Linked DNA regions of Mus musculus: region 2 is linked to region 1. Evidence: chromatin contacts called from public ChIA-PET data. All regions are on one chromosome and are shown on one strand. The core of a region is the stretch at or near the end of the contact, and the rest is flanking DNA. Distances in the headings are between cores, read along the strand shown. Region 1 has its middle 84 kb from the start of Cxcr4. Region 2 has its middle 120 kb from the start of Gm23056.

Evidence for each region. ChIA-PET counts read pairs in DNA pulled down with a chosen protein or histone mark.
Region 2: a contact with region 1 is called in an RNA polymerase II ChIA-PET map of memory CD8 T cells, with 514 read pairs. The contact joins two enhancer-like sites. A contact is called at or near these places in 1 of 15 datasets of contacts at CTCF or cohesin (CD8 T cells), 5 of 484 Hi-C or Micro-C datasets (CD4 T cells, CD8 T cells, Th1 cells and 2 more) and 3 of 115 datasets of contacts at active chromatin or transcription factors (CD8 T cells, embryonic stem cells and memory CD8 T cells).

Annotation. Positions count from the first base shown.
Region 1 is chr1:128,674,248-128,679,304 of GRCm38.p6, reverse strand. No RefSeq gene overlaps it. Among named protein-coding and RNA genes, the nearest start is that of Cxcr4, 84 kb to the right of the region's middle. Within about 2 kb of position 3,609, at least 58 of the 459 cell types and tissues checked have an H3K27ac peak or open chromatin away from gene starts, as enhancers often do. A contact at or near this core is called in CD8 T cells and memory CD8 T cells, where this site is marked.
Region 2 is chr1:128,765,493-128,770,046 of GRCm38.p6, reverse strand. No RefSeq gene overlaps it. Among named protein-coding and RNA genes, the nearest start is that of Gm23056, 120 kb to the left of the region's middle. Within about 2 kb of position 2,891, at least 69 of the 459 cell types and tissues checked have an H3K27ac peak or open chromatin away from gene starts, as enhancers often do. A contact at or near this core is called in CD8 T cells and memory CD8 T cells, where this site is marked.

The DNA.
Region 1 (5,057 bases), core at 2,360-4,859:
TGAAGGGTACAGTGTCCACAAGAGGAGAAGCCCAGGAGAGACACAAATTGCAGCTTCCCAAAGCAAGGCGCAGCACCCGCCCTGACCTCGAGGCACTTACCGCCTGATAGGGAGATAAGGGCTCGGGGACCTGAAGCAATAGACTGGTGTCCCATCTTAGGTAACAACTGCTCGCTTGAGCATTAGAAAGTTTCCAGGGGTGGAATTTCCTCTCCTAGCTCCCCCTCATGGGCTCCTTCCTGAACCACAGAGCAGAGACATGAACCCAGACTCCTAGCCGCCACTCAGAAGCAACAGAAAGGAGTTGGTGCCGGGAGAGACCAGCACTTGGCAAGATATTTAATAAGGTAGCAGTAAAGCCATGACTCTGTGCTGTGAAAGGGGGAAAGGGACAATTGGGGTGACAGAGCAAGAGGCAGGCAGGAGGATGAGAGAGAAGACTGGGAAAGAGCAATGGGACCAACATATGTATGAAAACACTATAATGAAAACCATTACTTTTATGCTAACTTTTTAATTGAAAAAATGTTGGGGGGGGCAAGGCTTGAGAAATGGCTCAGCAGTTAGGAGCATATACTGCTTTTCCAGAGGACCCACATCAGACAGTTCACAAGTGCCTATAACTCCAGCTCCAGGGGATCTGACATCTGTTCTCCGATGACATCTGCATTCAAACTTATATTACACGCTCCCATACACATAAACATATACTAAAATTGTTCTAATTTTAAAAAAGTTTTTAAGTTGTTCTGGGGAGGTGACTCATTGGATAATGTATTTACTGGATGAGCCAAAGGACCAGAGTTTGGATCCCCAAAACCAAAGTAAAAGTCAGAAGGGCACGGTGGCCGACCTGCAATCCCAGAACTCAGGGGATGGGGACAGGGATCCCTGGATCAAGCTGGCTAGATAGACCGGCTGAATTGACAATCTCTGAGTCCAACTGAGAGAGCTTGTCTCAGTAATTAAACTAAAGAGAAATCAAGGAAGACACCCAATGCCAACTTGGTGCACACATACATGCGTGCACACACACAGTATCACAGGTTTTAGTCTCAGGATTTATTGGCTTTCATGTAAGAGAATAAAAAAGGAAGTCTCTGCCTTGTCTTTGCATCAATTTCTAGTGCAAACTGGCATTCTTTTGAGACACAAACCATTATTCCCTTCCTTGCACCCACAACAGACATCACTAATCAATGGCAGTCCTCTCTCCGGCTTAACTCTTGTCTTTTTCTACTCCTTCCCCACTTTGGTGATAATGCTGAGGATCTAACCTAGAACCTTGCATAGGGGTAGGAAAGCCTTTACTACAGAGCTATATCCCAGCCCTTTCATGCTTGATTTCTTCATTTGTTTGTTTGATTGATTGTTGAGACAGGGTCTACCCAAGTTACTCATGCTGGTCTTAAACTCACTTTGTAGCCCAGGCAGATCTTCTTGCTTTAGCCTCCCCGGTACCTGGGATAACAGGCCTGGATCACCAGACCTCACTCAGCACTCTGTCTTAGTGCTGTTAGTAGCACTATTCTCTGGCAGCCACTTCCAGCTGAGCCAGAGCTGCCCTGCCCCATGAGACCATACCTTTCTGCACCAGTGAATTATTGGAAGTGGTGACACTTGGGGAGGCTTTCTGGGTCCCCTCATCTTCCCACAAACATAATTACTCACACCACCAGTCTCTTTTCTGCTCTTTCAAAGTAGAGTCACACCCCAAGGTCTGAATGGCACATAATCTCTCCTCTAAATCTCTGGTCTAGAGTCACATAATAGAGCTTATGACTTCTAATTTTGGGTTCTTGTGTATTATCCTTCCTCTGTTAGACTCTAAACATCTAGTGCATTTCATATATTTTAAAAATTTTTGTTAAAAAGAAATCACCCAGCAGTGTGATGGTCTGAATGAAAATAGCCCCATAGGCTCATAGGGAGTGATACTGTTAGGAGGTGTGCTCTTGTTGGAATAGGTATGGCCTTGTTGGAGGAAGTACATCACTGGGGGTGGGCTTTGAGTTCTCAGATGTTCAAGCCAGGCCCAGTGTGTCTCATTCTTTTCCTGCTGCCTACCCATGAAGATGTCAAATTCTTAGCTCCTTCTCCAGCATTATGTCTGCCTGCATGCTGCCATGCTTCCCACCATGACAACAATAAACTAAATGTTTGAACTCTAAGTTAGCTCCAATTAAATGTTTTCTTTTATAAGAGTTGCTATGGTATTGGTAATAAAACCCTAGCTAAGACAGGCAGAAAGATGGATCAGTGATAAAGGTACTTACTTCCAAGCCTGAGAACTTTAGCTCAATCCCCAGGACCCACATGGTGGAAGAGAAAGCTGACTCCACAAAGTTGTCCTCTGATCTCTATGTGCTCCACATCATGCACTCCTGCCCCAACACACAATAAATAACTGTTAAGAAGGAGAAAGAGAAAGGAAGAAAGAAAGAAAGAAAGAAAGAAAGAAAGAAAGAAAGAAAGAAAGAAAGAAAGAAAGAAAGAAAGAAGAAAGAAAGAAGAGGAAATCATAGAAGGAAGGGAGAGAAGGAGGGAGAGGGAAGGAGGAAGGGAGGGAGGGAGGGAGGGAAGGAGGGAGGAAGGAAGGAAGGAAGGAAGGAGGGAGGGAGGGAGGGAGGAAGGAAGGAAGGAAGGAAGGAAGGAAGGAAGGAAGGAAGGAAGGAAGGAAGGAAGGAAGGAAGGAAGGAAGGAAAGACACTTGGTAGAGTACTCATTTAAGAGAGAACTTGTTAGGCTAAGCATGCTAACACCTACCCAGTGCTAGTAGGCAATAGCAAAAGTATTATCACAATCTTGAGATCAGCCTGATATCTGTACTGAGTTCCAGACCATCCAGGACTATTTAGCAACAACTTTCTGAGATGGATGGATGGATGGATGGATGGATAGATGAATGGATAGATAGATAGATGGATAAACAGATAGATGGGTGGATAAACAGACAGACAGGCAAGCAGGTTGACAGGCAGGGGAGATACCTCAGTCTATAAAGTGCTTACAAAGACAGAGTCCCAAATTTAGTCATCAGCATCCACATTAAAAAAAAAAATCCAGAAGAGGTGGTACATGCTTGTCATCCTACAGCTGGGAAGGTAGAGACAGGTGGCCAGCCTGCCTCACCTATAAGTTCCTGTGAGTAAATGGATAGATAGAGAGATAGATGTATCTCTAGGTAGGTAGGTAGGTAGGTAGGTAGGAAGGTAGGTAGGTAGGTAGGTAGGTAGGTAGGTAGGTAGGTAGGTAGGTAGGTAGAGGTAGATAGAAGACAGATCCTGAGGAATGACATCTGAGGTTTTCCTCTAGCCTGCATATATGCACTAGCCCACAGGTACACATAGGCACACAACCCAAACATAGATGTCCCCACACAGCACAAAGAAAACAGAGACAGAGCACAGGAACTTGTTTGTTTTCATCTCAGTGGCTTTTTGTCTGGATTTCTAGAAGCAGCGATTGCCACTTCCTGTGGACCACCACTAATTTGAGGAAGCTTAAAGGCCTTTCAGTTCCATCAATGAGAGGGGAGACCCCACCTGCCGTGCTGGGAGGAAGCTATGAGGCCTTCCTGTATTTGTCTGTATGGGCCACACGCAGATGTGTCGAGTGATCTCCGGGCCAGGCTGAGCTGAAGATGCAGTCTCTTTCCCTAGAGAGAAGTGAGAACTGAGCTGTCAACTCTGTCAGCTCTACCCAATCCCCACCAGTTGTGGACTCCTAGGTTAAGGTTCTGTCCCTTAATGTGATGGTATTAGGAGACAGAGGCCTGAAAGATGTAACCATGAGGGCAGATAGATCACCAATGGGATGGGACCACTTTCCAGCGTGTTCTCATCCACCAAAACCCAGACTGAAGCTTGGTTCTTGTATTAATTACTTCATCCATTGCTGCAACGAGATACTTGATTTAAAAAACGACTTACAGAAGGATGTGTTTGAGTTTAGTTTGAGGATACAGGCTATCATGGTGGGGAAGGCATGACAGCAGGAATGTGAGTGAATTAAAAAAAAAAATGAAATGGAAAACACATGACTGCCCCTAGGTATGGTGGAGGAAAAGTTTATTGTAGATAAAAGGGAGAACATAGCCAGGGGCAGGAACATCTGGAAGAGTTCAGAGTGAACATTGCCCTGAGCCATGTGGGGAGATGTGGGAGGAGAGAGCAGCTACTGACCAAAAGGGGCAGCCTGGGCTAAGAGACTGGCCAAGAGAGAAGGTAAACAAATCAAGATGCCGTGTCCAGTTGGAGGGACATGGCCAGGAGGCCTGACCTTTACCCATGCTGTGGTGGCTCTGGGGCTCCACCTGCTTACTTAAAATCTGTATCTTCACTAGAGTCTGAACATCTGAGTCACCCCAAAATTCATGTTAGAACAGAATCACCAGAGTTGGTATTAGAAGGCAGGATGTATCAACATTCTACCATGGGTGAGAGAGGGTCTAAGGGGAAGGCCCCACCCCTTACTCAGGAGCTATTAACAATTAATAAAGAGTCATTTTTCTTCTGTGGTGCACGCACTGGCAAGTTGCCCATGTTCCAGTAATAGCTCCATATCCATATTTATGCAATCAATCATAAACTCAATGGACCCCCCCCCGCAAAAAAAAAGAAAACAGGAGGGGGGAAAGCTAAGAAGAAAGTTCTAGAAGGAAGGAAAAAAGGATAAGAGAGGGTCTTTGGATTTGTAATGACCAACCATCATATACATATATGAAACTGTCAGTGAATATTTTTTTAATTAAAAGGAAAACCAAAGAAGATGGGGCTATTAGGAGGTGATGAGATAAACCAATGGGATCAGCATCTGTATAGATGAGACCCTAGGACTGGGCATATAGCTCCACTGGTAGAGTGCTTGCCTAGCATGCATGCAGCCTGGGTACTGTATTACTTGGGATAATGGTACACACCTATGGTCTCAGCACTAGAGAGGTAGAGGCAGGAAGATCAGGACTCCAAAGGCATCCTTAGCTGCCTAAAGAATTGGAGGCTACTCTGGCCTACATGACACTCTGCCTCAAGAAATCTTAAGAGTGTGGATAAATA
Region 2 (4,554 bases), core at 1,642-4,141, 91 kb before region 1:
TCCAGGCTGGGGGCATGGTTCCTTTGATAAAGTGCACAATGGGCAAACATGAGGACCTTGAGTTCAGACAGTCCTCACCCTGAGGAAGTGAAGGTGGGCTAGTCCCAGGCCTTGCTGGCTGGCCAGGCTACCTAATCAATCCCAGGGCCTTGTTGGCTGGCTAGGCTAGCTAATCAGTGAGTTATGTGTGCCATCAGACACCCTGTCTCAAGCAATAACATGGGCAGTGATTGAGGAAGATACCTGATATCAACCTTGCTTGTGAGAGGGCACACATGCACACACACTAGGAATAATTTAGGAACAGGGTTCTATAGTCAAACTTTAAAGATTCTAATGTACTACATTTAGAGGGTCCCCAAAGTTCTGAATGATCTACTATATAAAAGTAATAGAATTAGTTGTAATTTTAAAATTCAATACATAAAATCAGGTGTATGTGTGAGTATGTATGTGACTATGTTAGTGTGTGTGTGTGTGTGTGTGTGTGTGTGTGTGTGTCTGTGTTTAAGTGTAAGACTTGTACATATGATTTGATGTGGACTGTGTGAGAATTTCTAGAGGGTGGTAATTTGATATATAAAGTTTCAAGCATTGCTTATATACTTTTCCTCTAATATCATTATTCCCCTGATAACATTGTTTGCTTTATGCATCTATTCGGTTAATAAAGAAATACTTTAAAATGTCTTTAACTCTTCACTAAAATAGTCAAAATGTACCTGTTGAGTGTGTTGCTAGAATTTACCTTTGTAATTGTCTTATGAGAAATCAGCATACAAGCCTTCATGTGATCCTTCTGAGAACACCCACTATGCTATTGTTAATAAGTCCTACCAACTGGCCCAAGACATTTTAACACTGGTTAACATTGCTTAGAAATCCAAGTCTCACCCGTTTTTTCTTCCATGGTGTAGCCATGGCAAGTTGCCCATGATAGTGTAAGTGACCACTCACTGATACTCCTCCAGGCGACCTCTCACCTGTGTTCTCATAAGGATCTCTTCACCTGGACCCCTGTACGTAACCTCTCACCGGTGCTCCTGTGAGAAAGCCCTCACCCAGGATCTTATAAGCAATCTTAATCCAACTCATTGACTCACAGAAAACAGAGGTGAAAATAAAGAGGGGACAAGTTAGTAAATAAAGAAAGCAGCAGTGGGTAGGGGGAGATAGGAGAGAGCAACAGGGCAAACACAACCAAAGTATACGCTTTACAGAAATGGCATAATGAAACCATTATTATAGATCATTAACGCATGCTCTTTAAAAAGCTTGTTTAAAAGATCAAAGCGCCTGGTCTCTAGTTCTGCTTTAAACTGTCTGGTCTGAGAGGGACAACTGAGTTGGCTGTTTATTCTCATAAATCATCCACTTTTCCAGATCACTCCTTGTGATTCCTGAGTCATAACCAGTGGGGAACAGACTCACTCATAAACAGATTATGAAAATTCAACAGTTTAAAATCTAACAGGCCAGCCTACAGACTTGTCACAGATGAATGATACTCTGGGGTCATAAAACCATAACGGGCACACGGCGAAGATGACACCCTGCCGATCTGACTCCTTCCCTCCTTGGAAAGATGGCGATGTTTCCTCTGGGACCCACGGAAAACGCCATGCATGGTATGGAGTGTACCTGCTATCCCCAGCACTGGGAAGTAGAGACAGCAGGATCCCTGGGGCTAGCCAGGCAGCCTCCATACTCAAGGAGCTCCAGGTTCAGGGAGAGACAGTGTCTCAAACAAACAAGGTGCTTCATCCATGAGGAGCAATTGAGGTTGTCTTCTGACTTCCACATTCATGCGTAAATGTGCATGTACAGGCATGCCCACACAAACACGCACCAAGGAGATAAAAGACTGTACTCTGCTTTGACTAGATGTTGCAATACCTGCTCAAGCCATCCACGGCTCAGTCATGACTGAGAATGGACTCCAGGTTACAGAGTGAAACTTTCCTTTCATTCGGAAGGATTGTACAGCTGTAAATGTAACTTTCATTCGCCTGATGTAATTGTCATCTCTGTGGCTTAATGCCCGGTAAACCCTCACTTTCTAGTTCTTTCTGAACTCTAGCTGGCTGGTTCAACTAGCTGTTCTAGACCAAATTCCTCTCCAAACTGACTGATTCAATCTGGCTTCAATCTCAGCTTCTGACTGAGTTGCTCTGCTCTGCTTGGCCTCAAACTAACTTTGGTAATCTGCTCTCGTCTTCTAGCTCATTCTGTCTTCACCTGTGTCTCGCTGTTCTCTCTGAAACCTGTCTCTGTAAAACTGTCCTGGTTAAAAACTGCTTCTGAACTCCATGGACTGAAAGGCCAACAAATGAACTGCCATGAACTTGACTTCACTCCACTGGCTCTCAATAGACTGAAGTGACTGCTGCTCTCTCTGCACTGTTCTTAAGCCGCCTCTCATTTCTGCCTGCTCTTGCGAGAATTGGGCACATCCTATCTCTGACTCATTCTGCCAAACCTTTCTCTGATTTGTCACTTTGACCATCCCCTAATTAAACATCACTTTTGACCATGGCTGCTTCCTTCTACAAACTAACCTTACTTCATTGTTAGGGATTAAAGGTGAGTACTAAGGGTGTATCTATATTCCAGATCATATTATAATCCAGGGAATGCCTGCATTCCAGCCAGATCATATAGACCTTGGATGTTTTTGGATGTGATTCCTTACCAGAGCGACCATGTTGCTGGTTTAAAATTGCTCTACACACAGCCATCTTAGGGGCCGTGCTAAAGGGTAGTAGTCACTTTCACAAATGAAACTGCTAAGGGAAAACAAAGCTACCATCAGATGACATAGCACATCTCCATGCATAGTCGGTGGATGGAGTGGTATTGTTTCGTTACCCTTCTGGCTGCTTTTACACCAGCCTGCTTCCTGTCTGAGTCTTCTATGCAAAACCTGACCTTAAATTGGGCTGGCTAGTGCCAACTTAAAGCTTTGAGGTTTTCTCGAGTATTGAATACCACTTTTGAAAGGCTAGAAAAAAAAGAAAACAGGATGTATCTATCTGAGGTTCACGGGTACTTGAAACCTATGTTGTGAGGTCTTCTGCGGGGGCTAGCCACCTGATACAAGATTCTCCACGTGTGACCTTTCTTAAACACAGAGTCAAACGTGTGACTTCCCTACAGTCTAGCCTCATCGTTAAACAGATATCCCAGCTTCAAGCCTGTGCTCTTCATCTTGATAGACCATCCAAACCTCTGCCGCCCAGGGACTGTGTTTATGAAGCCATCTGCCTAGGCTCTCCAAGTCATGGCTCTGAGCCTAGCTGCTCGCAGTCCACTCTACACACAAAGGAAAGCAACTCTTCCCCCCCCCCCTTCCTTTTCTCTTTCTCCCTCCCTTCCTTGTTTGCTTTGGGGTGTGTATATGTGTACACACAAGCATGCAGAGGCCAAAAGTTGAAATCAGGTGTCTACCTCAATAACTCTCCACCTTAAAAAAAACAAAAAACAAAACACAAAACAAAACAAAACAACAACAACAACAAAAAAAACCAGGGCACTTTGTTGAACTCGGAGCTGCTGGTTTGATTTGGATAGACTGACTGGCCACAGGCTCCTCCTTGCTCCAGCTCCACAGTGCTGAGATTACAGGCACGTATCATTACCTCTAGCTTTTTTGTTTAAACACGAGTGTTGGCATAGAGAGCCCAGCTCCTCGTGTTTGCCTGGGTAGCCCTTTATTGACTGAACCCACTCCTCCCCTTCTTTTATACTGAAGTTCATGACACCAGCAAGGGTCAGTACCTTCTTTGGAATACAGGGACTCATTGATCAATGAAAAATAAAGAGACATTTATCTTCTCACATCCAGTTTTTAAAGCTATAATCTTCCTTTATTCCATGGTATTAATTGCAGAAATCGTTCAGAAAAACCAGTTCATCCGACTGATATTGCCACTGAACTTCTGATCTGTATTTTAGAAGCTTCTGGACCCTCTTTTGATCCCCCCTTACAGAAGTTTGGAAGCAAGTGTTGTATACAGTTTTCAGGAACATATGTCAAAGATATCATATTTTATATGTCAGAGAGGAAGGCTATGAAGCCATGCAGGAGGGAGGGAAGAAGACGTGGGGATCTCCTGGCTCTAGGCTTGGACTGTCTGGGCAAGTACTTTCAGTGCCCTCCTGGTGAAACCCAGCTGCCCACACAGAGTCAGAACAGATTTGACAAAGGTTAACCAACCATCTTGGGGGAACTTCTGTGGCCACTAACAGTTATCTGAAAACATGGGCCTGAGGTTTGTCATACCTTACTGGGAGACTCACAGTTCCGGGGACTATCAGTAGTGTCTGTCAGTCTGAGGAGCAGTGGGGATTTCCAACACTAGGGGATGAATGATCATTCCTTGTTGGTCAGGGTCCCCCAAGGGTCCCCTTATAGTCTTGTAAATGCAGCCCCGTAGCACCATTCTCCAGAGGAAGAAACAGGTCAGGAGAAGCAGAAAAGAAAGCGAGCCCTAAGTGCAAGTCTTCCATCCAGAGAACTGACCTGTGCATCCATGGCCTCATCTTTAAAACCGG